4 separate regions of the Mus musculus genome follow, and all the other regions are linked to region 4. The links are chromatin contacts, called in public HiChIP or PLAC-seq and promoter capture Hi-C maps. All regions are on one chromosome and are shown on one strand. The core of a region is the stretch at or near the end of the contact, and the rest is flanking DNA. Distances in the headings are between cores, read along the strand shown.

What was found. Promoter capture Hi-C pulls out the DNA fragments that hold promoters and counts their contacts. HiChIP or PLAC-seq counts read pairs in DNA pulled down with a chosen protein or histone mark.
Region 1: a promoter capture Hi-C map of liver shows a contact between it and region 4, with 4 times the contacts expected there. The contact joins the promoter of Btbd16 here to the promoter of Lhpp in region 4. A contact is called at or near these places in 3 of 39 promoter capture datasets (embryonic stem cells, liver and pre-B cells).
Region 2: a promoter capture Hi-C map of embryonic stem cells shows a contact between it and region 4, with 12 times the contacts expected there. The contact joins the promoter of Hmx2 here to the promoter of Lhpp in region 4. A contact is called at or near these places in 18 of 39 promoter capture datasets (the 3T3-L1 cell line, the C10 cell line, the HPC-7 cell line and 10 more), 11 of 484 Hi-C or Micro-C datasets (cranial neural crest, differentiating embryonic stem cells and embryonic stem cells), 9 of 115 datasets of contacts at active chromatin or transcription factors (astrocytes, embryonic hindbrain, embryonic stem cells and 3 more) and 3 of 9 other capture datasets (adipose tissue, embryonic stem cells and liver).
Region 3: a contact with region 4 is called in a FOXA1 HiChIP or PLAC-seq map of pancreatic cancer cells. The contact joins the promoter of Plekha1 here to the promoter of Lhpp in region 4. A contact is called at or near these places in 2 of 39 promoter capture datasets (hippocampal neurons and pre-B cells) and 2 of 115 datasets of contacts at active chromatin or transcription factors (large pre-B cells and pancreatic cancer cells).

What each region holds. Positions count from the first base shown.
Region 1 is chr7:130,770,732-130,776,854 of GRCm38.p6, forward strand. Btbd16 (BTB (POZ) domain containing 16) reads left to right here and starts at 3,338. Exons shown (of 16, transcript NM_001081038.2): 1 at 3,338-3,639.
Region 2 is chr7:131,552,987-131,559,068 of GRCm38.p6, forward strand. Hmx2 (H6 homeobox 2) reads left to right here and starts at 1,307. Exons shown (of 2, transcript NM_145998.4): 1 at 1,307-1,588; 2 at 2,441-5,028. The coding sequence starts at 1,321. The coding sequence ends at 2,994.
Region 3 is chr7:130,861,367-130,868,437 of GRCm38.p6, forward strand. It overlaps Plekha1 (pleckstrin homology domain containing, family A (phosphoinositide binding specific) member 1), which reads left to right and starts at 4,358. Exons shown (of 13, transcript NM_001346515.1): 1 at 4,358-4,617. It overlaps Gm5602 (a long non-coding RNA gene), which reads right to left. Exons shown (of 4, transcript XR_869992.3): 2 at 4,781-5,347; 3 at 1,602-1,679; 4 at 1,082-1,497.
Region 4 is chr7:132,605,899-132,612,027 of GRCm38.p6, forward strand. It overlaps Lhpp (phospholysine phosphohistidine inorganic pyrophosphate phosphatase), which reads left to right and starts at 4,745. Exons shown (of 7, transcript NM_029609.1): 1 at 4,745-4,932. The coding sequence starts at 4,808. It also overlaps the pseudogene Gm46021.

The DNA of each region.
Region 1 (6,123 bases), core at 2,088-4,587, 1.8 Mb before region 4:
CATAATTGGTTGCTGGCAAATGTCTGAATGTAGTCATTTATATGCCCATATGCACAGGATTGCGTAGAAGCCACTGTTCTAGCCAAACACTAGGAGCACCAGGTGTGGTTGGGCAGGTTTTGCAGTGGAGGAGGAAGTCCACCAGGGGGAGCTGCAACACATCTTAGAAAAGAGTCCCAGAAGGCCCAGGGAGGCAGAGTCATTTTAGACTCCAAGACTGAGAAACGCTGATCTGCTCAGTTTGTCTGTGTCTGACATGCATACAGAGTAGTATCGGTTCTTTTTGATTCACCACAAAGCAGGTGGCTTGTCCAGTGCTGACTTCCTGTGACATTGCTTGTGGCCAAGGCCACATGAAGTCCATGCTAGCTCCAGAGTTTCAAGGTTGGCCCTGTTCTTTCTCTCCAGCAACCAAGAAGCCACCTTAAGGTGTCATTTCTCTTTCCTTCTCTTTCCTTCTCTTTCCTTCTCTTTCCTTCTCTTTCCTTCTCTTCTCTTCTCCTCTCTTCTCTTCTCCTTCTCTTCTCCTTCTCCTTCTCCTTCTCCTTCTCCTTCTCCTTCTCCTTCTCCTTCTCCTTCTCCTTCTCCTTCTCCTTCTCTTCTCTTCTCTTCTCTTCTCTTCCTTTTTGTTTTGTTTGTTTGTTTGTTTGTTTGTTTGTTTTTTGAGACAGTCCTATATAGCCCAGGCTAGCCTCAAATTCATTTTGTAGCCAAGGATGACGCTAAACTTCTGATCCTCCTGCCTCTACCTTCCAAGTGCTGGGGTTACGGGGGCCGCAGTGGCCTGTTCTGTGCAGTACTGGAGACTGGACCCAGATCTATGCTTTCAAGTTAGGAAGCTTGTTGCTTAGAAGCCTTCCAGAGTTGGTACTTGTGCTGGCTAGATTCAGATTTATGTCAACTTGACAAGCTAAAGTCACCTGAAAGGAGGGAATCTCAATTGAGAAAATGCCTCAATGAAATCAGGCTGTAAGCAAACCTGTAGGCCCATTGTGGGTGGTACCAGCCCTGGGCTGGTAGTCCTGTAAGAAAGCAGGCTGAGCAAGCCGTGCCAGCAAGCTTCGATGGCTTCTGTATCAGCTCCTGCCTCCAGCCCCTGCCCTGTTTGAGATCCTGCCCTGACTTCTTCAGCGATGGACCATGATGTGGAAGTGTAAGCAAGATGAACTCTGTCCTCCTCGCCTTGCTTTGCTCCTGGTGTCTCGCTGCAATAATAGAAACCCTAACTGGGACAGAAACGGTACATACCTGCTCCCCTGGCCCTTGGTGCATAAATACACCATATGGGACCTGTGGGACTGCTCTCTGCCATTCAGCTGCCTTTGCCTGGCTTCAGACTTGTTCTGGGCTTGGCCACCTCTCTTCTGGTGTTGCCTGCTGGGGATGCTCTGCTGTGAGTGAGAGGTTGTGGGGGACAGCCGTGTTGGCTCCTCCAGTATCTGCCTTACTGAGGGACGGAGCCGTGTGTGTTTCCAGTCCCTTGGCTTCTCCTTTGGAACTCTGAGGGGCTGTGTCAACACAGAGGTATGAGACTGAGGTAGTCCTTCCCCACAGGGGAAGGGATGGGCAAATATGGCCATGGCCTTCTTTTTCTGTGCTTTAGAGTCCTCCTGTCTCAGCCTGTCTTCTGATATTACAGGCTGTTCCACACCAGATATCTGTGCTCTTCTGAGGCATAGTGGGCTACCGTATGATTCTTTTACTTGTTTGCTTGTTCGTTTTAATAGACTGGCCTCAAACTTCCTCTATAACCATGGGTGACCTTGAACTCCTGCCTCAACTTCCCAGTGTTGGGAGTGTAGGTCTGCAGCCCACAACCCGTTCCAAGAAGATTATTTTTCATTTCTTGTGAGATAATTCATCTATCTTTTTTTATGGCCTGGTTGGAGGTTCATTTACTGTTTTGACTGGGCTACACTTCCCTCTCCACAGTCTAGTTGTGTGTGTGTGTGTGTGTGTGTGTGTGTGTGTGTGTGTGTGTGTGTGTTCACTCACATGAACAGCCACCTCTCTGTCTTCATAAGCTGGCTCTATATGGGGAAGTCCTTTGCCAACCACACTCAGTACTCACTGTGGCCTCACAGCACATTTCTGGAAATGTATCTTTGCCTGAGCATGCACACACGGCCTCGCCATCAGAGGAGCTGCTCTGTTCCCTGTAGGAACTTGCTCACCTTCTCCCTCTGGGAGACTAAGCAGGTGCTGTCAGAAGCCAGTCCCTCAGGATCCAGAACACACCAGGTGGGGCAGAAAGCAGCCCCCTGAACATTGGCCTAAGGCTGGCATGGTGGCTCTGCCTCCCACCCTTCTGTTTCCCTCCCATAGGGGTGGGTGGACAACATCGCCAGCAAGTGGATGCCACCAGGTAGAACTTGCAGGGAAAGCAGCTAGACTTCCTGTGACATTGCTTGTGGCCAAGGCCACATGAAGTCCATGCTAACTCCAGCGATTCAAGAAAGTTTCCATTTCTGTGCATTTGACTTTGGCTTACAGCTCAGCTCTGGAGCGATCCATGGCGCAATCTAGCGGGGAGCTGAAGGCTTCTAAACCAAAGGCTTCAGAAAGGGATCAATACAATCAAGGTCAAATGTTGGGCTCAGGGGTGGTAAGGACTGTGGCTCCCTGGGACACTTTCCCAGTGTGGCCAATAGGAGGCGCTCAGGGGTTGTCTTTTAGCCAGTAGCCCCAGTAGTACCAGAAATAGTATCCAGAGGGCAGGTATGATATCAGGAGGGTCAGGTTCTTGTATTTCAAACACCTTAATTCAAATCCTGTGTTAAGCCTCTATTGGAGAGAAAGTTTACATAGGGGAAGTCTGAGGTAAAGGGAAGGGCAGAAGTAACAGGGCAGACCTGTACTTCAGAGCTTTCGCTGAGGCACCTCCTTCCACACACACTATCACGCCATCATCGTGGCACTGGGCTAGGAGGGAAGCGACAGACCAGACTCCAGGTTGGAGAGCAGACAGTGTGTATCTGGTGGTATGGGAAGTGCGGCAAAGGCTCTCCAAGTGTGTGTGTGTAGCTCGCTCCCCTGCAAAGGAACATAGCCCAGTTGCAGGTTTGCACTTTGAGACCCTAATGTCTGTCAGAGGGCTGGCTACACTACCCACCACTTTCTCCCACATCAAGAGACACAGTTATCAATAAGACACATTATCAATAAGGCACAGGAATGGGGGAGGGGATACACACACACAAAAAATATTAATGTAGAATTAATTAAGGCTAATTTTGGACATGGAATTCAAATTACTTTTGTTGCGAAAATATTTTGGCAGCCAGGCATGGTTATGCTAGTGACAAACTGTTTTCTGATAGCCCTGTCACCCCTCAGCAGAAAGCCTGAAGCCTCAAGCTGAGATAACACCAGAACCCGGAACAGGAAGTCCTTAGAATCTGACTGCTGTTGCCATGGTACCCACAACTACCCCCAGGAAGCCAAAGGCAGGCTCCCCCAGCAAAGCATCGCCGTAGGAGAAGGGGTGAGCCCCAGGTGTCATGAGAGCGTTCAAGATTCAGGCTCAGAAGGTGCCCAGCCTCCAACTCTCCCTTGGTTCCGAGACCAGTGCAACCAGCACCCCTCTGCTTCACTCTCAACCTCTGTGACCGTCCCCGTGGGCAGCAGGACTGCAGAACTGTAAGTGGGACTGGTACCTCATCCACAGCCGAGACCAAGGGGTCACCCAGTGATGGGAGCTGTTTGCACATAGCTCCACCAGGGCAAGGAGGCATTTCAGAGGTTCCTGGCTGGGAGCTGAAGGAGGGTCACAGACAGCTTCCTCACCAGAGGACCAAGGGAGCAACAACTAAAGCCCACAGAGGGCACAGCTCCCAGTGAGACAAAAATAAAAATACATTTCAGTGCTACTAAGATACTCCTGGGGTTCAAGGTCAGCCAGGAAGACTCTTGTGTAAAAGAAACAGGAGCTAGAGCCAGGCATGGTGGCGTAGGCCTTTAATCCCAGCACTCGGGAGGCAGAGGCAGGTGGATTTCTGAGTTCGAGGCCAGCCTGGTCTACAAAGTGAGTTCTTCTCTACATAGAGAAACCCTGTCTCAGAAAAAAAGGAAGAAAGGAAAGAAAGAAAGAAAGGAAAGAAAGAAAGAAAGAAAGGAAAGAAAGGAAAGAAAGAAAGAAAGGAAAGAAAGAAAGAAAGAAAGGAAAGAAAGGAAGGAAGGAAGGAAAGAAAGAAAGAAAGAAAGAAAGAAAGAAAGAAAGAAAGAAAGAAAGAAAGAAAGAAAGAAAGAAAGAAAGAAAGAAAGAAAGAAAGAAAAGAAAGAAAGAGGAGCTAGGCAGCCACCTCTGAACTGAAATGACCTTTTTTTCTATGGAGGGCCCTGGCAGGAACATTTCTTCATATGCTGACCAGCTCTGTATGAAGTCTGCCTGGAACCCACTCCTCTCTCCTTAGAAGCTTCTGGGCCACGATGAAGATGCAGAGCTCATATGTGGAAAGTTGGCCAAGGGTTTTAGCTGGAGAGGTGCAGGGTCCCTCTGACTTCTGTGTGAAAAACAGGTCAGAGAAGCAGCTATGATTCCAGCCATGAACAAAAGTATGTGTGTGTGGAGGGGGCAGTGTGTGTGTGTGTGTGTGTGTGTGTGTGTGTGTGTGTGTGTGTGGTGTGTGCTATGTGCTGTGTGGTGTGGTGTGTGTGTGCTATGTGCTGTGTGTGTGTGTGTGAGATGTGCAGTGTGGTGTGTGGTATGTGTGTGTATGTGTGCTGTGTAGTGGTGTGTATGTGTTTTGTGTGCTGTGTAGTGTGGTCGTGTGTGTGTGTGTATGTGTGTGTTGTGTAGTGTGGTGTAGTGTGTATGTGTGTGTGTGTGTGTGTATGTATGTATTTAGTGTGGTGTATTATGTGTATGTGTGTGTGTTTGTGTATTTAGTGTGGTATGTAGTGTGTATGTGTGTGTGTGTTTGTGTATTTAGTGTGGTGTATAGTGTGTATGTGTGTGTCTGTGTGTCTGTGTATTTAGTGTGGTGTGTGTGTATGTATGTTTATGTATTTAGTGTGGTGTGATGTGTGTGTGTGGTATGTGCTGTGTAGTGTGGTATGTAGTGTGTGTGTTTGTGTATTTAGTGTGGTGTGATGTGTGTGTGTGGTGTGTGCTGTATAGTGTGGTATGTAGTGTGTGTTTGTGTATTTAGTGTGGTGTGGTGTGTAGTGTGTGTGTGTGTGTGTGTTTGTGTATTTAGTGTGGTGTGGTGTGTAGTGTGTGTGTGTGTGTTTGTGTATTTAGTGTGGTATGGTGTGTAGTGTGGTGTGTAGTGTATGTGTGTGTGTGTTTGTGTATTTAGTGTGGTGTGTAGTGTAGTATGGTGTGTAGTGTGTGTGTGTGTTTGTGTATTTAGTGTGGTGTGGTGTGTAGTGTGGTGTGTATTGTGTATGTGTGTGCATGTTTGTGTATTTAGTGTGGTGTGTAGTGTGGTGTGTGGTGTGTGTGTGTTTGTGTATTTAGTGTGGTGTGTAGTGTTTGTGTTTTTGTGTGTGTGTGTGTGTGTGTGTGTGTGTGTGTGTGTGTGTATAGTGTGATGTGGTGTGTAGTGTAGTGGGGGTGACTGTGCTTGAGCAAAACCTCCTGGAGATGGAGTGCAGGGAACTGATTCATCCTCATGACATCCTCTGACAGAAACAGCCCTTGGTGCTTGTACCTCAGTCCCTGTATTGGGTCCTGGTTTTCCTGGTGTCCTCACCCATCAGCATCTCTCAGTCAGTCCTACCGTCCTCTTCCTATTAACTGTTTTTGGCATACCATTAATCAGATTGGTTTCTGTCGCTTATAACCAAGTCATCCTAACTGCATTCAGATCCAGCAGGAAAATGGATGCCCCGCCAGCCCTCTCTCCTGGCCTTTAAGCCACAGTAATCATAATCCCACTGGACACTACATCCCTGTCCAGCCCTGGCTAACTGATAAAGCCACCCATACAGTCTCCTGATCCAAATAAAGAATACATGCTCACCCTACTTGAGGACATACATTGATCTTCATCCTCTCGATAATGTGAGAAGGCATATCTTCTTGCTCCTCTACCTAAGCTACTCTTCCAAAATCATGGCATAGATTGATCTATCTGTCTGTCCATCCATCCATCCATCCATCCATCCATCCATCCATCC
Region 2 (6,082 bases), core at 57-2,556, 1.1 Mb before region 4:
GGTGCTCTAGGGATTAAACAAGCAAGAGTCAGGGCTTAGGGAGAGGCCACAAGAAGGAAGGAGAGAGTCAGGTTTTATAAAGCTGTACCTTGACCTCTGAAAGGAAAGCAACACTTCAAATAATTTTAGGATGGGGAAAACGAGGCGTGGAAAGTGTACATATCTTGCCCAAAGACACCCTACCTATATTTAACAGGATCCTGTCCAATTCTAAAAAGTCCCCATACCTACCTACTTCGTTTCCTTCCAGAAGCAGCGTAGCCATTTTGAGACCGCCAGTATTTACCAGCAAAATAAAGTAAATGAGTTTAGCTGCAGTGTGGGAAGGCGAGCTGTGTGGTATTCGGTCAAGGATTAGGAAATAACTATTCTGCACTCTGAGAGTTTATAGGTTTCTAGCTGACACATCATCACAACCAGAGAATGGGGGCAGGCGACACTAAGAAGTTTGCCAGGGGGCAGGGATGCTTCTACTGGGACCAGACTTGTTCAAGTTCACACAGTGCAAATGGCGTTTGCTGGAATGTGAGCCGGAACCTCGGGACATTTGGGGGCTACTCTGTTTCCAAAATCCTCTGCCCCCTTTAGTCAGCGGGGTCTTCAGGTCCAGAGCTGTAGAATTTCTTTGCTCCTGTGTCTCCCAGCGGAGAGCCACATACTGTCAATCCCCAACGCAGCGGGAGAAGACTCGTAGAGCGCTGTTAGTTCCCAAGAGGCTAGAAGGGGTTGAGGACTGGGGAGGGTGGCAGCAGCCTATGGTGTGCATCTTGGATGTGAGAGAGCCCCACCAGCTCGACCCCGGGCGCTGTTCTCGTTTCTGGAGAGGCAAGGCAAAGACCAGGAACACAGGCTGCAATCTAAGCTGCCTTCAGCCCCAGATGTTACGGGCTGGACAGAGCTGATGCGAGTGCGCGTCTAGGCTTGCTCCCGGAGCTTCCCGGTGCTGCGTGCTCGGCCCCAGCTTTTTAAAAAATTCCGGGGCCGCTCCGCGGCGCTGCGATTGGCCGCGGCCGGGTAACCTCTATGCAAATGAGGCCGCGCAGCCTCCGCGTCGCTGGAGACCGGTGGAGTTGTCAAACGAGGAAGGGACATTGGCACCGGGGCTGGGCGGGCTCACCCAGAGCCGGGCCGGCAGGGACCCGCGCACAGCGGTCCGGTGCCTGCGCGTCCTGGAGCAGAAGGGACGCCTCGCCAGCCTCGTAGCCCCCTCCCCTTGCTTTCCCTCCCGCCCCTCCCCCCGCCCGCCTGCCCGCACCACCTTCCACCCAGCCCCGCTCTAAAGGGAGTTCTTGGTTTCCTCCGATTTCTTATGAACCCAGGATGGGCAGCAAGGAAGATGTGGGGAAGGGATGTCCGGCGGCCGGTGGCGTCTCCAGCTTCACCATCCAGTCCATCCTGGGCGGGGGCCCCTCCGAGGCACCGCGGGAGCCCGCCGGGTGGCCAGCCAGGAAACGCAGCCTGTCTGTGTCCTCGGAGGAGGAGGAGCCGGAGGAAGGTTGGAAGGCTCCGGCTTGCTTCTGCCCAGATCCGCACGGCCCCAAGGAGCCAAGCCCTAAGCACCATACCCCCATCCCTTTCCCTTGCCTGGGTAAGGATCGCAGGTCGGGAGTCTGGCCCGAGTGAGCGTGAGCCGATGCGGTGTGTGATTGTCGGAGACGCGGAGCAGGGCATCCCCGGGTCACAGCCGGGCCGCTAGTGGTCCAGGCTAAGGGGAGGGGACTACGCACCCATGGTGCATTCTCGAAAAGGCCGGAAGGGCCGGCGCTGGGGAGAAGTAGAGGAATATTGGGGCGGTAAGGGGAAGACTGGGTAAGGGGAAGGAGGGTGAACCAGAGTGGGCCAGGAACTCTGCGGGCGGTACACAATGCTGGCCAAAATGGTTTCGCACGCCGGGTACTTTCTGTCCTGACTTAGTTCTGCAGGTCTGGTTTGGGTGTTCTGTCAGTCCTGCAGGCTCTATGTCTTTTCCCTCCTCTCGGCCTCTTCTCGAAGTGATTAGTACTCTAAAATGATTGACAGTGCTGAGTTTCAGAGAGGTAAAAGCTAACGGAGGACAGCCAAGGAGTTATGAATAAAATTAGCCCGACTCTCAAAGAAAACGGCCTGTAAAATGATGCTACCTTGTAGAGCTCAGTCCTCAAAGGCAAAAATCACCTTTAAAAAATGGTGTTAATGTCCCCATTCCAGACCCGGTACCACGTTTACTTTTATAAGAGTGGAAGGAGACCCTCCAGCTCGGATTATATGGAACCCTCTTCTGCTGCTTTGAAAGGCCGAGGCTCTGGACTTTGGGCGCTAGCAGGACGCAGTAGAAAAGGAAAGGGTTAGCAATAGGGGAATCAAGGATGCAGGCATCAGTCAACCTCCTTGTCCCCGGCAGAGCTGAGAGTCTTTAAGGCTCATCAACTCCATGGTCATTCTGTTTGTGCTCACTCTTCAGGTACCCCCAAGGGCAGCGGAGGCGCAGGGCCTGCGGCCTCGGAGCGCACGCCATTCCTTTCTCCTTCTCACCCGGACTTTAAGGAAGAGAAGGAGAGGCTTTTGCCGGCGGGCTCGCCTTCTCCGGGCCCGGAGCGGCCACGGGACGGCGGTGCGGAGCGCCAAACCGGAGCGGCCAAGAAGAAGACGCGCACCGTCTTCTCCCGCAGCCAAGTGTACCAGCTCGAGTCTACCTTCGACATGAAACGCTACCTGAGCAGCTCGGAGCGCGCTTGCCTCGCCTCCAGCCTGCAGCTCACCGAGACCCAGGTTAAGACTTGGTTCCAGAATCGCCGCAACAAGTGGAAGCGGCAGCTCTCAGCCGAGCTTGAGGCAGCCAACATGGCACACGCGTCGGCGCAGACTCTCGTGGGCATGCCGCTCGTGTTTCGGGACAGTTCGCTGCTGCGAGTGCCGGTGCCGCGCTCTCTGGCCTTCCCGGCTCCGCTTTATTACCCGAGCAGCAATCTCTCGGCCTTACCGCTCTACAACCTGTACAACAAGCTTGACTACTGACATGCTCGCCCGCCGGCTCCCGGGACGCCCCTGGTCGCCTGCAGCTGCCTGCATAGCCCGGCGCGGTCGGGATCCTTCGCAGAGCTCCGGAGCAGAGCGGCGCGTGTCCAGAAATATTAAGAAATACACCATGTGTATTCGTTATGTCTTATTTATGGCCTCTTTCCTACCTTTTGTTTTGTTTTGTTTTATTTTGTTTTGTTTTGTTTTGAGTATTTATCTGCATTCCTCACGCCAGAGCACCTGCTTTCTACACAAAACCAAACAACTCGCGTTTGAAACTATTTTGGAAGGGGAGGCTCTCGGGTGGTGGTGGGAAGTGGGGTTTTGATTAGGTCGGTTTTGACCAGTAGCAAGAAAAAAAAAAAAACATCAGAAAAACCACCAACAGAACCAGGCAGTCTTTCTCCCATATATACACCTGTATATAGAAAATGTGGTAGGACACAAGCTCAGCCGAGCCGAACCAACTAGGGCTTTGGTCGTTGAACTAATCACTTCTCTTTATTCCCTTCATCTTGAGGATGGGTAGGGGCAAAACGAGGAGAGTACAGATCTGTAAATATTTTTAAAGAGAAAAAAATAAAACGTTTTAAACATGGTTGCTAACTTTGGAGGGATGGATTGTCCCAGGAGACAGCGGCAGAGGAGTTTCTGGATTTTTTTTTTTTTTTTTGCCAGAGCATGCAGGATTCTGTCTCCTCCCTCAGCCCCCAAGGTTCTGCTCTCACCACGTGTGGGTGGGGCTGGGCTCAGAGGTTAAAGGTCGGGATATTGGGGCTGCCCAGGCAGCACGTGACTGGGGCTGCTTACAGGAACAGCACAGTTCCCACGACCCAGGTGTGCGGGTTGGGGTGCACTCGAGATGGAATCCAGATCCACAGCCCCGCGCAGCGAAAGACAAAGCCAGGAGCCTGGCTGCTGACCCGGTCGCCTCTGGGAATGAGCCAAGCAAGGAGGTGAACATCTCCCCGATACTGGGCTGTTTTGGGCTAGACGAAAGCTGGGCACGCCGCGAAAGGCCGGAGCTCTTGGCGTTCTTGGCGTCCTCCTGCGCGGAGTAAAACGTGGGGTGAGAGAAAGCGTCCGCTTGGGTTCCAGAGCCACAGGCGACTGGCTTGCAGCCCTCGCAGGGGTCTCCCGCTGGTGACACAGTTGCGAGAGTTCTGCGCAGAGCGGGAAGTGATGCCTAAGGGTCAGATTTCGTTGGAGGGATTCGTGGAGCAGATGACACGGGCGCTTCCCTAGTTTCTTTTTGTAGTTGTTAAATTTGCCCGTGAATGACAAAAAGGTCGGATCACTGGCTAACTTGCAGCAGCTGTTTCTGAATTGAGCACTGAGGATTGCAGTGCCCGGCTGCCTGCCTCCATGCAGGGTTAGGGAGGCTCTGCACCCGGAGAACTGCTTCGTCAGGATCATGCAAATCACAGCACTGTATTTTCTCTACGTTTTCATAGCATCCACCTGTTCCTTGTTAAATGTCAGAAATGGGCCTGGAGCTTGGAGGAGGCCTCAGGTAGAGTTATTAGGTCCAGCCCGCCTCCCCTCAGTGGTTGATCAGGGTGCAAAGAGCTAGGAGTCTGCAGCGCCAAGGCCCTATCTATTTCTTTCTTCAGAAGAAAACCTGGTGCCTGAGGGACCGGTCTCTTTGAGCCAAGGGGGCATCGAAATGACTTGCATTTTGTAGAAATTCACAGAATGTAAACGTTTACATGGCCCATATCATTCCGTGAAATATGCCTGGCAGAAGAGATTTGCTCTGATATTGCCTATTTTTTTCTTAACACATTATATTTTATAAAACCTGCAACTCCTCCTAGGTGACATTAGATGGATGCTACACAAGAATGCACCGGGCAATACTAGGTTGGTTTGCTTACATTTGTTTTATTTTAGCTGTGTTCACCTCAATAAGTATTTGTTGAGGTCTCAACATGTGCTAAGAACCTACACTAAATTTGGGGTGGTCCAAAGGAGAACACAAAGAGGCCTATCAGTTCTCTTCTTACTTATTAAATATGTGTTTTCAATTGCTCATTGGATATGTGTATTTTTCTGTCACCGTAGTTTTCACTCCAGATAACCTCTCTACATTCTTTCCCTGACAGCATTCTTTGAGTGTTCCACCCAGAAACAACCACATTACTTCAGAGGACTGTCTTGTAAAAAAACATACTCCGTTCGGATGCTTTTGATCTGCCTTTCAGCAGATTACAATTCGGTGATGGATTTAACAGTATTGGGTCATCATATTTGCTTCAGGATGGCTTTCTCCATAGGTAGTGACCTCCTCCTCCTGTCACTGTCGGCATTAACGACTTGAGTTTGCCCATAATATTTTAGGGAATGCCATTTCCCGCAGTTGTCATGTGGTATATATCTGACTCTCTTTACTCACCCAGACATTAGCTGTGGCAGGCGACTCACCACTGCAACAGGTAACTGAATATCACACACACACACACACACACACACACACACACATACTTACTTTACATTTGTGTTGTAAAATGGTCAAGACTCTGCTTGTGGCCAGATTTCCTATCTCAAGTCTAGCAATTCATTTGAATAATCAGCAAAATAGTCCATCTCTTTTCAGGCTCTAAACTTGATTTACAAGATTGACGTTTCTTAAAACTCAAATAGAGTTGGGCTGCAAGTGTGCGGCCAGAGGGGCCTGAATCATACACACATGGGATAATGAAATATGCTTAGATTTTATTAGCAGGTAATTTATGCTCAGAATCTGGAAACAGTAATAGAATTAAATAAACAACTGGGAAAGAGAACCAAATAAGTCAAGAGGTAAAATTATTTGGCTAAACTTAGAATGCAAAACAACTCAATGCATTAAAAAAAATTGAACTTGGCCATTGATTTGTTGAAAGAGAAGAGAGAGAAAGAACCACATACTAGAACTATTTGGAGAGGGAAGACAACCAGAATATTTTAGCCATAATAACCATCATCAGGACAAAAGACTGGTGTGTGTGTGTGTGTGTGTGTGTGTGTGTTATTGTCAGGAATCTTAAGTGCATTTAGTTCAGAGTCTGTGCACACATAAGATCTTTCTTTCTTTCTTTCTTTC
Region 3 (7,071 bases), core at 3,108-5,607, 1.7 Mb before region 4:
ATCTGGAATCCTTCGACTTCCCCCAGCACCCGATCTACCTGGCCCTGATCCCAAGCCATACTAAACTCCCCAAAGCCCAAGCTGTCAGTACCATGCCAGTCTCCTTGATACGTGTAGTCTGTAGCAGCCCAAGAAACTGGGATAAACCACTTAACAGCTCATAGTGATGGGGCCAGTCTGCGGGCCAGACTTTTTACAAGTGTTATTAAATTTAAGACTCCCTAGGAAACCATAAAGCCCTATCAAACCCCACCCCACCCCCATTTGCAAAGAAACAATGTTAACATCCAGAGAAGTCAGGTAATGGGCTGAGATCACCCAGCTAGTCAGATGGACTGTAGAACCCAAATTCCTTGAGGTCCTATCCTGGGGTGGGACAAGGCAGTCATGGGATCGTTGTGAAAACCGACGTTTTCATGTTCTCGTTATTAGGGAGCAGATCACAGGTCACACAGGACACACAGGACACAACCCTCTGGGACACTTGAGGCTTTAGCTTTTGTTGCTGAGTGCTAATAATCTCTTCTGGCGAATGGGAAGATGGATGGGGAGAGCTAGCAACCGTTGACTGCAGCTGGAGCTTGGCTGAAGCAGACAGGTGAGTGGCAGTGATCTGAGAAGGATTTCCCACCAGCCGAAGACCTTACGCTTGTGATGCCAGGATGGAATCTTTCCCAGTTTCCTCTGAAAAGAGCCTTCACCTTCAAGAATGCTCCTTACCTCAATATAACAAGGAGCAACTTAGCCATACCCTTATGGTAATCTTGAGCTCAGAAAACCTTGCTTTTCAAGTCTGGATGACAAACTGGAGCAAGAGGCCACATGCTTGGGTGACACAGAGCAGTCTAAGGGCCTCGGTTTTAGGGCTTGTCTGCATCCCAGATCTGCTGTGTGTGCTCAGAGGGTTGACTAGGATATAAGCAGGTGTCTCATGTGCTTAGAAGCTCCTAAAGCCCAGAGATCATAGAGTGATCTTTTGGCACATTAATGGCACTAGGTGATTTTATGTCAATCACATTTATCCAGGTGTTAGAGTTGATCTCTCTCTCTCTCTCTCTCTCTCTCTCTCTCTCTCTCTCTCTCTCAGCCTGGGATTCTGGCTGGTTGCTGAACCACTTGGAAATCTTACTTTTCTTGCACCTGCCCAGGCACCAATCCCTCCAGAACAACAGTCTTTTACATTCATTCCTGGAGCAGGATTGTGCTGAGCAAGCCATAGTTCCTGAAGGAGACTTCAGCCACCTCATTTGTAGTCTGGCAAGTCCCTTAACCCAACCAGCCCTGGGTAATTACCAGGAACCATTCTTCCTATCACAAGCTGGTTGCCAGGAGTGTGGGTGTGGCAGAGGGCCATGAACCAGCTTCTCCAATGCAGCTACAGAGGCAAAGCTCTGATTCTCTCTTGGCTCTAGTTCACGTTTACACCAAACAGTAGAAAAGAGCTGGCTTTGTTGTTGTTGTTGTTGTTGTTGTTGTTGTTGTTGTTTTGTTTTAACTCTGAAGGGAAAACAAGACAGCACTGGGTTCAGAAAGAGTTCTGTTCACGTTTAATCCTTGTTTCACCTTGGTTCTGACTGACGTCTGGCTAGACAGGGATTTACCTCAGGAACTGTTCCTGCGGTTTGTCTTTTGAGTCTGACTGAGCAAGGAAGGAGGCCTGTGATGTTCAGCAGACATTTCTATTCAAGAGAGAGAATAGGTGTGAATTAAACATTAGATTAAACATTGTCAGGGTCGGTCTTCTATTCTAGCGGGACAGAAGGAAAATAAGACCAATCAGATATGTGGGTGATGTTCTGCTCAGATTTGTGTAAATAATATGTGAGTGCTGCAAAGGAGAAAAAGTAAGGCACAAAGGTTCAGGGTGTTCCTGGGGAAGGGAAGTCAGAGACCGTATCAAAGAGGAAAATGACAGTTGGGAGGTGGAGGCAGGCAGATGTCTGTGAGTTCGAGAGCAGCAAAGTCTACAGAGTGAGTTCTGCTACACAGAGAAACCCTGTCTCAAAAACTAAAAACAAAAGTAAAAATGAGAGGGGGGCGGGGAGGAAAATGACACCCAGTAGCACCAGATGCGTTTGGACTAGTCTCCTGGCTTGTGTACCCCGGTCTGCTTGGCTCTATCAGAGGGGCTGGTATCTTGCTGTTAAGTGTGTAGAAAGAAACCAAGGAGTATTTAGAATAAAACACCCAAGTACTTCATCCGTGTGAAGTATGGTGATGACGGGGCAGCGATGCTTCAAAGGTACTTTGAAGTTTACAAAGCCTTCGGTCCAGACTGGCTCTGGGAAGTATTCTAGCGTGCCTCTGCTCTTTCACTCCGTCCTCTTTCATTTGGTTTGCTGTCAGACTTAATCTCAGCATAGGAATATCTCACATGCTTACACTTTTTTCTTAAGTAACAGCGAAAGTACTTATGTTATATAATGAACTGAAGAAAGGGGGGTAGGGCAGAGGAAGAGCAGAGAGCCTTTTATCTTCTATACCTACCCTTCTTTCAGCCTCTGAACTTAAAGGCACATCAGGAATTCTCAAGTTTTGGCTGGACCCCAACCTCAAAGTAGCCCGGAGAATACTTCGGCTGTGTGTCATTGGGCAAATTGAATCCCTTCTCTGGTTTCTGTCACTGTGCATACATTTAACTCTCAGTGCCAAATAAGCTTTAGGATTCATTATGTGATTGCACACTGCTTAGTCAAATGGTAACGACAATCAGGAGAATGGCTCTCTCGTCCAACGCAGAGGGGGTTGATAGAGAGGCTCACGGCTTCAGGGTTAGGGATTTCCCATCACGAAAAGACACTGAACTTGAATTTGACTTTTAGATTGTGTTGGTTGAACTTAATTGCTAACTTGATGTGGGGGGTGGGTGAGGGGAGGGGGAAGAGAGGGAGAGGGAGAGGGAGGAAAGAACTCAGGGCATGTCTGTGAGGGAATTTCCAGAGTTTACCTGAGGAGATAAGACCCGTCCTGAATACGGGCCAGATGCGCTCTGACTGACCCTCATTCTTCTGTTACCGTACCTACCCTACCAGGATGAACCATGCAGACCCTCAACCTGTGAGCCAGAATAAGCCCATCCTAACTTAATTGCTTTTCTCTGTTACAGATTTGCAAACAGCCAATTCGTTATGTACATTCTAATCACTCCCAATGGAATCTCCTAGGGCTCCAAGGGCTGAAAAGCCAGGAATTTCTTTCAGATCTTCAAGCCAAGGAAAGTTAGCTCAAAAAACCTGAGAAAATCAGGTGACATTTGGATTTTTATGTGAAAACTTTTTTTAAAACTTCATCTATACATTCAGTTAAATCAGCAAAAGCCCAGTGCATGGGCCAAATGAAAGGGCTGCGCTGGCAACTCTATGGACTCTTTCAACCAGTCTGTAGATAAGGAAAGGAGTCTTCTTGCTCCCACCTGAAGAAGAGCCAGATGGCCCTCAGCAAGGCTGTGTAGCTGAGATTTCTAAGAAGGTAAGGTGCTGATCGTCTTCGATGTTGGAGATTTGAGGTGGAGAGTCAGCACGGGCAGTTTGCCAGTTCTACCCCTCCAGTCTCTCATCTAGCATAGCCTAGTTGTCCCACGTACACGACAGAGGAACCTTGTCATGAGAAAGGTTGATAAAACACTCTCAAGTGAGAGGGCATGATCCCCAGCTGTGCAGGATACAAACCCCCAAACGTTTATTGAGAGCCTCAGTGTGTGTCACTCACTGGGAAAAGTGGGGTATGTAATTCTCTCCCAGTTCTTTTGCATGTTTAAATATCTCACCTTCTTCAGGTTTCAGCTGAAATATCTCTTCCTTAGAGAATGCTGCTGGACAGGACATCCTCTCTGAAGCCTGCCTCCCTATCTCTATCTCTGAAGCTCATTCTTTTCTTCCACTTATTAAAATGTATAAGGATTGTATTTTGTAAAGGGCTAGCTCCCCTTATGAAACACAGGCTCCACGAGGGCAGGGACTTCATACACTGAGGTTGCTCAACAAATAGGCTGAATATTTTAAAATATCTCCTTGAAAGAGTTTTGAGCAATCCTTTTAAATTTCCTTGGCCTCTTGCATTAATACCACTATTTTAAGGATGAGGTGAAATTGCATTTTGAGAAAGAAATGGTTAGGAGCAAAAAACTGGTGCACAACCAGTGAATTTTATGTTTCTTGTACCCACTATGGGACAGCTTGCAAATTATCTGCAAAGGAACCAAACCTATTTTTAAAGATCCCTGTGCCTCGCAGCTCTAGGTGATGACATCAGAGAACCTCTAGTTCCACGTCCTAAGCCGAGCCTCGTGGTCCTCAAAAACTGCAAGCCCCAGGATGCAGCGCGGCATGGGGAACCCAGCGCCCCGCGCGCGGCCGCGAGCCACCACCCTGGAACTAGGAAGACGCCCGATTCCTTTGCCCGCCACGCCGCCGGGCGTGCGCGGAGCCTGTCGGGACTTGTAGTGTTCGCGGTAGGGAGTGCCCGCTCCGGAATCTCAGTCGCTGTCTGGTCTGGTAGAGGCAGCGCGTGCACGCGTGCGCAGTGCGCGGGCGGGCCGTCGTGGGCGCCGCTCCCGGCAGCTGGGTGCCTGAAGGAGCCGGGACCGCGGTGGCGCGGGTGCTCCGGGCGGAGGCCGCGGTAAAGTGGGGCATGAGGTGTGCAGCTCGGGTGTGCGTGTGTGGAAGGGGAAAGCGGGGCGAGGAAGGCAAGGCTGAGGCGGCCACCGGCTGCTGAGGGGGGCGCGGGGCCGCGCCTCCTCGCGCGTCCGCGGGCGCGCGCACCTGGGCGAGGCCGGACTCACCTGTGCGCGGGTTCCTCTGCGCCCGACGCCAGCCCTGCGGGTCCCCGCCAAGGCCCACAGCCCCTGGTGTCCTCGCTGCCGTCGCCGTGGCTCGGCCCCTGTCGGGGATCCCGGTGGCGACGCCTGTCGGAGCGGCGCGCCTCCAGGGCCGTGTCCGCCCCATCCGCGCCGCTCGCTCCCGCACAGCCCGGCTTCCCCGCGTGTGCGGACCGAGAGAGTGGCAGGGTTGGGAGTGCCCTGGCCAAGGTCAGGCGGGTGGGACCCGAGAGGCGCCTGAACTCTGGGTTCGGGACTTGGAAGAGGGCTGCCCTGCTCGGCTTCTGGTTCCTTTCGGATGCTTTCTATTGACCCTCCCGGGAGAGTGTCCGGGGAGAAAGTGGTGTCAGGTTGAAAGCGCCCTGCTGCTGTTCGCGGTGCTCCGCTTTTGGTAGAATCCTCGTTCTGCTCGACACCCAAGCTGAGGCTCCACCGAGGGCCGAGTAAATTCAGAAACTGATGTTGTCTGGGACCGAGTCCCGAGGACAGGTTTAAGGAACAGATACCAGGTAGTTTATGGCATTTCGTTTTCTAGTTCGCCTTCCCGTTCTTTCTAATACTTGCTTGGATGAGTTGGTCGTTATCTATCTTAATAAGATTTTCTGTACTCTTGTGAAGTCGTATTGCCCTTTGTAAATTAGTTTTCTAACCAGAAAAGCTTATTTCCTGTGTGTTTAATGACCGGAACAAATAGCCCACTCCAAGGTTTATACCATTGTCTTAAGACTGTAGAGTGATCTGCTCTCTAGCTTCCAGGCTTTTTACGTTGACGGCCACTGGACGAATCTGTAGCGAAGTTTAGAAGAGTGTTAAGTGACTCAGACGCTTTGGAAGTAAAATGAAAAACCATTTTTAGTTTACAGCTGGAGATGAACTATTATTTCAAAAATAGTAACACGAATTTTGAATACAGTGCGTCTTAGTTTATCTTACCAACAAACTTGTGGCAAACCATTTTCCCTCAAATTTAAATATTCCATATTCTGGACCAACTCTTCTACAGAAAGTTGATTTTCTTCTTTAAGAGCAGAGATAAACAAGAATAGTAAGTCAGCAGAAATCAAATTAATAGCTTATTTTATAGTGTTATAAACCCTACCCTGTGCCAAATGTCAGATTTCTATTGAAAAATAACACTGTTTCAGTGGACATACTGTGAATCTGTGCTTGTAAAGAGTCACTAGCTTGCCACACACAGCAGGGAAGTGATATACATGTTGCCTTCTGTCTCCCTTTATCTTGTTGGCTTCTGGTTTCACTGTTGCTGTTGGGGGGCGGGGAAAGCAGCAGGTTTGTATCTTTTTTTTTTTTGTCTTCTGTTTGGGTTTAGCAGTGTAGCAAAATAGGAAAGACTGTGCTGTGTACATCTGTTTGGCGGAGACTGAGACAGTGGGACAGGATAAGTATACAATTGTGAGGAAACGGCCATGAGTTCATAAGCAGGAAGGACCTTTTTAGAAGTATTTAAGGATGTTAAGAATAGCATTGGATTCTTTAAACAGTTACTGTGGGCAGTATTCAAAGATAGGATAAGATGCCTAGGGCAATAGGAAGATACTTGGGAAAGGTGGAAACTTACATCTTTATGTGAGCTTTGCTGCTGAAAAACTGACTACTGGGCCTAAGGAAGTTCTTTACTGTTATGCCACTACTCAGATTGTAACTCTTGTCCTCCCCCTTTAGAATTTATAATTCAGAAGGAAATCTAAGAAATAATTTGTTAGTATAATTTAAATCAGATTTTAACATGAACTTGTTGAGTAGTGTGCATTGTCTTATTCTCATTTAAATAGCTCTGTAGTGTAAGAATGAGGAGAAAGGCTTTTGGGTGGGATGCAGTGACTGTCAGATGTGTCAGAGGCTACTCTGCTTTGGCTAGTAAGTTTCAAGAGTTGTAGCAGGGATGTTTTAAGCATCCACTGGTTGCTAGCTAGGAGCTGAAGATACACAAATAATCACCTTCCATATGCCTGAGCAGTACATTTTCTGGCATATCAAGACTTTATTTAAAATTTCAAAAATTGGTTCTGATCTGCAATAATAGATTAAGATTGATGCAATAGGAGAGAAACATCCAATTTTAGTTTTCTTTATTTAATTTTATTCATTTATTTCCACTGCTTGTGAGTAGATAGCATTTGAGAACAGAGTGACTTGTGTATGCAGTTACTTCATGAGGCGGAAGCATTCAGGGGCTTTAGAAGCTTGCCTATAGTGTGCTCAGTTATTTGTAGGAATATCTGTATGGGATGTGT
Region 4 (6,129 bases), core at 3,495-5,994:
GAAGCAACCACCAAGCTGTTCTCCCCAAATGCTTGCTCCCTTGGCTGGGAGAAATTTCTGTTTTGACTCTGGCTGCTGGGCTGTGAGATACTCAAGTTACAAGCAGAGGCTATCCTAGACACCCTTCGTTTTCATAAGTGCTCCAAGTTGTGTAATGTGTACTAAAGTTTCAGGACTGCTTCTAGATCAATTGCCCAACTGCCCCAACACCTACTGCAGCTCATCTCAGAAGACAGAAGGTCCCTTTTCTCACATGGGTGATTGGTTTAGTTTTGTGCCCCAGCGTTACTGGACAACTGGAGCTCTGGCCCAAAAGGTTGCAAACAATAGCCTTTTGGGGTTAGGAGAATGGGGAAGGCTTTGTTTCTGCTTGCCCACCCTCTCTGTCTGAAATGCAGAAGCCTCCCCAGGAGTGCAGCAGGCAACTTGAGAGCATGAGGGTCAAACCTCTTGCTGGACAGCAGGTGATGGTGGAGAAAGATGGAAGCAGCCTACTGCCTGCTGTTACTACAAGCTTTTGTACTGGCCAAACTTGCCTTTCTTTTGGTTCCCTGCACAGGTGAAAAACTAACCCTGCCTGGTTGTTGCATGCAGCCGGATGTGACTCTGAGTTAGACAGCACCCTTTGTCCATCATATCCAAGGAAACTTCTTGGATTCTTGGATCAGGTGGGCAATACTTGGAGACTTGTTGCCATAAACCAATCAGGTCTGGGCTGCTATGCCAGCCTAGGATCTCTGGATCCATTCCCTACCTCTGTTGTAACAGTAACATCAGTGTAACATTCAGTATAACATTCAGTGTAACATCCAGTGTAACATCCAGTGTAACATCCAGTGTTACATCCAGTGTAATATCCAGTGTAGCATCCAGTGTAACATCCAGTATAACATTCAGTGTAGCATCCAGTGTAACATCCAGTGTAGCATCCAGTGTAACATCCAGTGTAACATCCAGTGTAGCATCCAGTGTAACATTCATTGGCATCAGATGACAGATTTGTCATTTGTTACATGTCCAGATATTAGAAGTCCCCAAAACAAGGTGTCAGCCGAGCTGCTTTTGCTTTCCTTGTAGAGGATTTGAGGACATCCATGTTGTCCCTTTAAGCACCCAGAGGTCTCCTATTTCCCTTGGTTCATGCCCCCTTCTCATTTAAGGTTGGAACTGTATTGTGTGAGATAGGAGTAATCTCATCTGCAAAAGCCTCCTTTCAGCATTTAAGCTAATGTGTAGCTGCTCTTTGCTACTCTTCTTTATCCCACCCCTAATTCCCCTGGTTTCACCCCTTATCACTAGATAGGAGAGAAAGGATAGAGGGGAGAGAGAGAGAGAGAGATCCCTGAGTCTAATGTCTTTCCTCTTGTTTCTTCTTTGACCATGGCTACTAACAAACTGCAGCCAAACCCACTGAACCACCATTAGCCATCAACCCCACCTATTAGGGCCCTAGCATTTATATGCCCTCTGAAAATTTCCCAGAATTCCAAATGTCACACAATTGCAGAAACCACACCTCTGCTAGGGCACGAGGCAAATCATAATCAGCTGCTGCAGACAGTCTGAAGCAGCCCCACATCCCCACACCCCCACACTTGGGTTGAAATGAAAGCACATTCTTATAATATTTGTTTTTTTTTTAAAGAAACCAAAATTCAATATGAACTTGTGTTGTTGCTCTATCCTCTTACTTTCTGATCTGATAATGTTCCTGCAAACATGGTGAGTGTTCCTAAGACCCACTGGACATTCTTCAAGAAATGTGGGAAGTACCAACCCCACAGGGTGACACAGTAAAAGAAGGGCAAGGATTTCTCATATGCATTATGACAGGAAACAGAGCTGCTGTGATGGGCAGATTAAGTCTATTTTCCACCAAAAGGCTAAAACTACAAAGAAGAGTGGGCTGAGACTTGAGTGTGGTGGAGCCCAACTGAAGATCTAAGAGGATGCTGGCTAGAAGGAGATGCAAACATTTTGAACTGAGAGGAGATAAGAAGAGAAAGGGCCAAGTGATCCAGTTCTAAGATGATTTTGTTATGAAGACAATTAAATCTTGAACTGAAAGAAATAAAGAAAGGAAGGAAGGGAGGGAGGGAGGGAGGGAGGGAGGGAGGGTTGGAGGGAGGGAGAGAGAGAGAGAGAGAGAGAGAGAGAGAGAGAGAGAGAGAAGCTAAAATTCCAGAATTCTCACTACACTAATGTGTTTGCAGGTTCTGGATATCAGGCCTTTCTGCATGTTTTTATGTCTACCTAGAGAGTGACAGTGAGTTGTCCAGGTTCCAGACAGAGCTTGTTGAGAGGACAAAAATCACACAAATGTACTCATCACTGGCATAGGTACCTACCCTTTATCCACCAGGGCATAAAGTCTAAAGTCAGACATTCTTTCAAGTTCCACTTCAGACTGCCTGTCTGCGTATGAGCCACCGAGGCCACCCACAGCCCAGTGTCCCTCCTCTTGGCTGTATCTCTGTCACTCATTGTCACTTGGCATACATTAGCTCAACTGTGTTATATGTTGTCTTATCCTCAGACCATCTTGAGAGCTGAAGGCAAAGATCACATCTTGGGCCAATTTGTACCACACGCGCCCACTGCAAGGGGCAGAGACTTCTGCCAAATTCTTCAGTCTGACCCAGCTCCAACCTAGAAGTCTGGAAAGACCCAGATTCCCATGAAGATTAAACTGGGTGCTGTCCAGTTAGATGCTGAAGGTGAAGTGGCAGACACAGGAAGGCAGTGTTGAAATAATTTGTTTCTTGTGCTTCATTGGAGGCAGAGGCTGTTCTAATGGGATACTAGCATCTTACCAACAGGCAGTGGAAGAGAACTGCCAAAGGAGCAGAGCATCTCTAATGGGAGGTCCAGAAACCTTGGCAATAAAAAATTTTCACTTCCCCAGGAAGCATGCTGGGCTTCCCAGAAGGAGCCATTGACAATGGGCCTTTAGCCAATGATGGCTGTGACTTAGGGAGGTAAAGTCTGGAGCTGAGTCAGCTCCTGGGATACCCAGCTGGAGGAGATAACAAGGCCAGAACTGAGCTGGTTGACAAAATTCCTCAAGGTTTCAGCAATTATAATGAAACTAACTTAGCAACCAATCAAAATTGTACTAATGTCACTGTTTTGCCCCTACCAATCATATTGGAGATTACCTAATCTTTCTGGAAAATTCCCTTAGACCTGCATAAAAGGGGTCTGCAAACCATTTTGACGAACGGTTGGCCCCTGCATGCTGGTAATTTCCGCAGAATAAACCTTCTGCCTTTGCATTACTATTTGAGTCTGGGGTTTTCCTTCAGTGATTATTGGATTTATAGACACATAACTCCTGGTTATGCAGGACTCCAGCCTGATTCTCCAGCCTTCACTTCCTAACCCCCAAATCTGTAAGCTCTTTCTTGCCCGATGTAAGCAAACTTTCTCAAGTTAGAGCAGCTTCTTCAGTCTCTCTGTATAATATTGATCTCTAGCACAGTAAACCCACTCAGGGTAGACATTATACCTTTTATTTCTCTTGCGAGCAGCTCCTCTGGTAAGCTCATCAAAAGAATAATGCACACTTTGTTGAAATGCGTTAAAGTTCTAACATTCTGGGTGCTGGAGAGGTGGCTCAGTGGTTAAGAGCACTGGATGGTCTTTCAGATGGACCAGAGTTCAGTCCCAGCACCCACATCATTAATCATCAGGGTCTATATATAATTCTTGTTTCAGGGATCAACACCCTCTTCTGGCCTCCCGAGACACATAAAATTTGGTGTTTTTTTCTACTCATATTACCATGCTCTTTATTTTTGCAAGGCTGTTGTCTGCATATAACTTTTGAATTTGTGTTTTTCATATAATGTTAGAACAGAAGAGTTTTCCAAGGTAGTTAGCGGGAGTCTCTCTCTCTCTCTCCTTCTCCCTTTCTGTCCCTCTCCCCCCTGTCTTCCCCCTCCCTCCCCCTTCTCTCTCCAATCCCCTTCCCCTCTTTTTGTTTTGTTTTGTTTTTTTGTTTTTTTTGAGACAGGATTTCTCTGTGTAGTCCATGCTGTCCTGGAACTCGCAACAGGCTGACCTCAAACTCTGAGAGCTTCAGCTGCTTCTGCCACCTCCCCTGGCTGATCTTTCTTTCAGCACATTTCTTTCAGCATCTCTGATATGCAACCTGTATCCTCTACATTAATTTTCTTCAGCTTGTCTTGGCATTATCATTTATTTACACCGCAGTCATTCTGTTTGCACACGTTCCTTTAGTGTGTTTCCAAGGAATTGGATGGTGCCATCTAACCGCCTGCAAGATCTCTCCCTCTCTCTTCCATTTTTGAGACAGAACCTCACTACTGAGGCTAGGATGTCTCCAACACTTAAAATTTCATTTATTTAATTAGTATACGTGTGTGTGCATGCACTCGTGGGGAGATCTGGGGACAATGTCAGGAATAGGTTTTCTCCTGCTATTGTATGGGTCCTGGGAATAGAATTAAAGTTAAGTTTTGTGCCAAACACCTTTACCCCCTTGTGGCATCTTGGCTTCACACTCTCAGCCCTGCTGGGGATTACAGGTGAGAGCCATCCCTCCTGGACTGTTTCACTTTTCATTTCAAGTTGTCATGTCCTGACTCTTAGGGGTTTGAACTCCTTCCGCAGGATGCGTTCACTGCTTTTCCTGATAGTCAAGCGTCAGGCTGGTCCACGTGGTTCCCAGTTTGCTCCCGGCCCGCCCGCCGCGGATTACATTTCCCAGGCAACCCCGCGCGGGAGGCGTGGCTGCGGGATAAAAGCAGCGGCGACGCCGAGTTCGGATTTATAGCTGGACACGATGGCCGCATGGGCTGAGCGGCTGACGGGCGTGCGGGGAGTGCTGCTTGACATCTCCGGGGTGCTATGTGATAGCAGCGCAAGCGGTGCAACCGCTATCGCAGGCTCTGTGGAGGCAGTGGCGAGGTTAGTGAGCTCAATGCAGGGGGTTCCCGGCTGTGTCAACTACCGGGGGCGGGGCGTTCGCGCTAGCTCCGCCTTCTCGAGTGCTAGCTCCACCCCTCAGGCTGGCTAGGAACCTTGTCGGGGGAAGGTTGGGTTGGTCCTAGGCATTTATGGGTTGAAGCTGTGTTTTGGAAGCAGTTGGTTAACTTGCAAGTAAAATACAGATTCAAAAAGTGTAGACTATCTCATTAATATTGCAACCTGTTAGGCCGGGGAGATGGCTCCATGGGTAAAGACACTCATTGCCAGTTGTGTGTGACACCTGAGTTCAATTCTTGGGACCCACATGGTAGAATAAGAACGGTGGCTACCGTAAGTTGCCTCTCTCTGCCCTCCATGCATGTCCTCCATCTTAAAAGTAAATAAATGGAAAAGTTACTTTAAAATATTTCTTGATGTTGCTTACACGTTTAAGTGACTATTTTTAATATACTAGGCTAAGTAAACTATTCAAATGATCCACCTGTTTCTCTTAGAAAACTTTAAATCATATACATGGCTAGCCATCTAATTCTCTTGTATTGGTTTTGATTTGAGGAGGACAAGGGGTCTGGCTCATTACACCTTGCCAATGCAGAATGCTGTCAGAGACCACAATTGGCATTAAACCTGGGCTATTTGTCTTTGGTCCGCAGATAGCTTTGTGTAATGTGGATGAGCAGTTGGAGGCTGCTCATTGTTTAGCATTATTCTCTCAATATCACTCTCTGGGGTACCCTGACCTAACTAGCACTATTTACTTATTTGCAGTTAAGTAAGTCCTTTGATCCCGAGAGGCCCTCCCCTACTTATCTGTTTGTGTGTGTGTGTGTGTGCGTGTGTGTGCGTGCGCGCGCGCGTATGGTTGTGGAGAGAGAGAACACTTGAGCAAGAGGGGTGGCACTGATGGTGTAACAAGGACACAGACTATGTTTTGTAGCACAGTGAAAGGGACTGGTATGGGACAGCTAGTCCTAGGAAACACCTAGACCTTCTGGGTGGGTGAAAGTCCAGTTTACATGTCTTTCTGGCTTCTACATTGTCTCCACTAACTCCAGAACTTAAGGCTGGCTTTGTTTCACTGAGCCTTGGATATGAGCAGTTAATTCTGTGGAGGCCCCTCTTAGAGTGTAGCGGGACAGACACTGGACGATGTAAGCAGCCAGGACGTTATGAGGA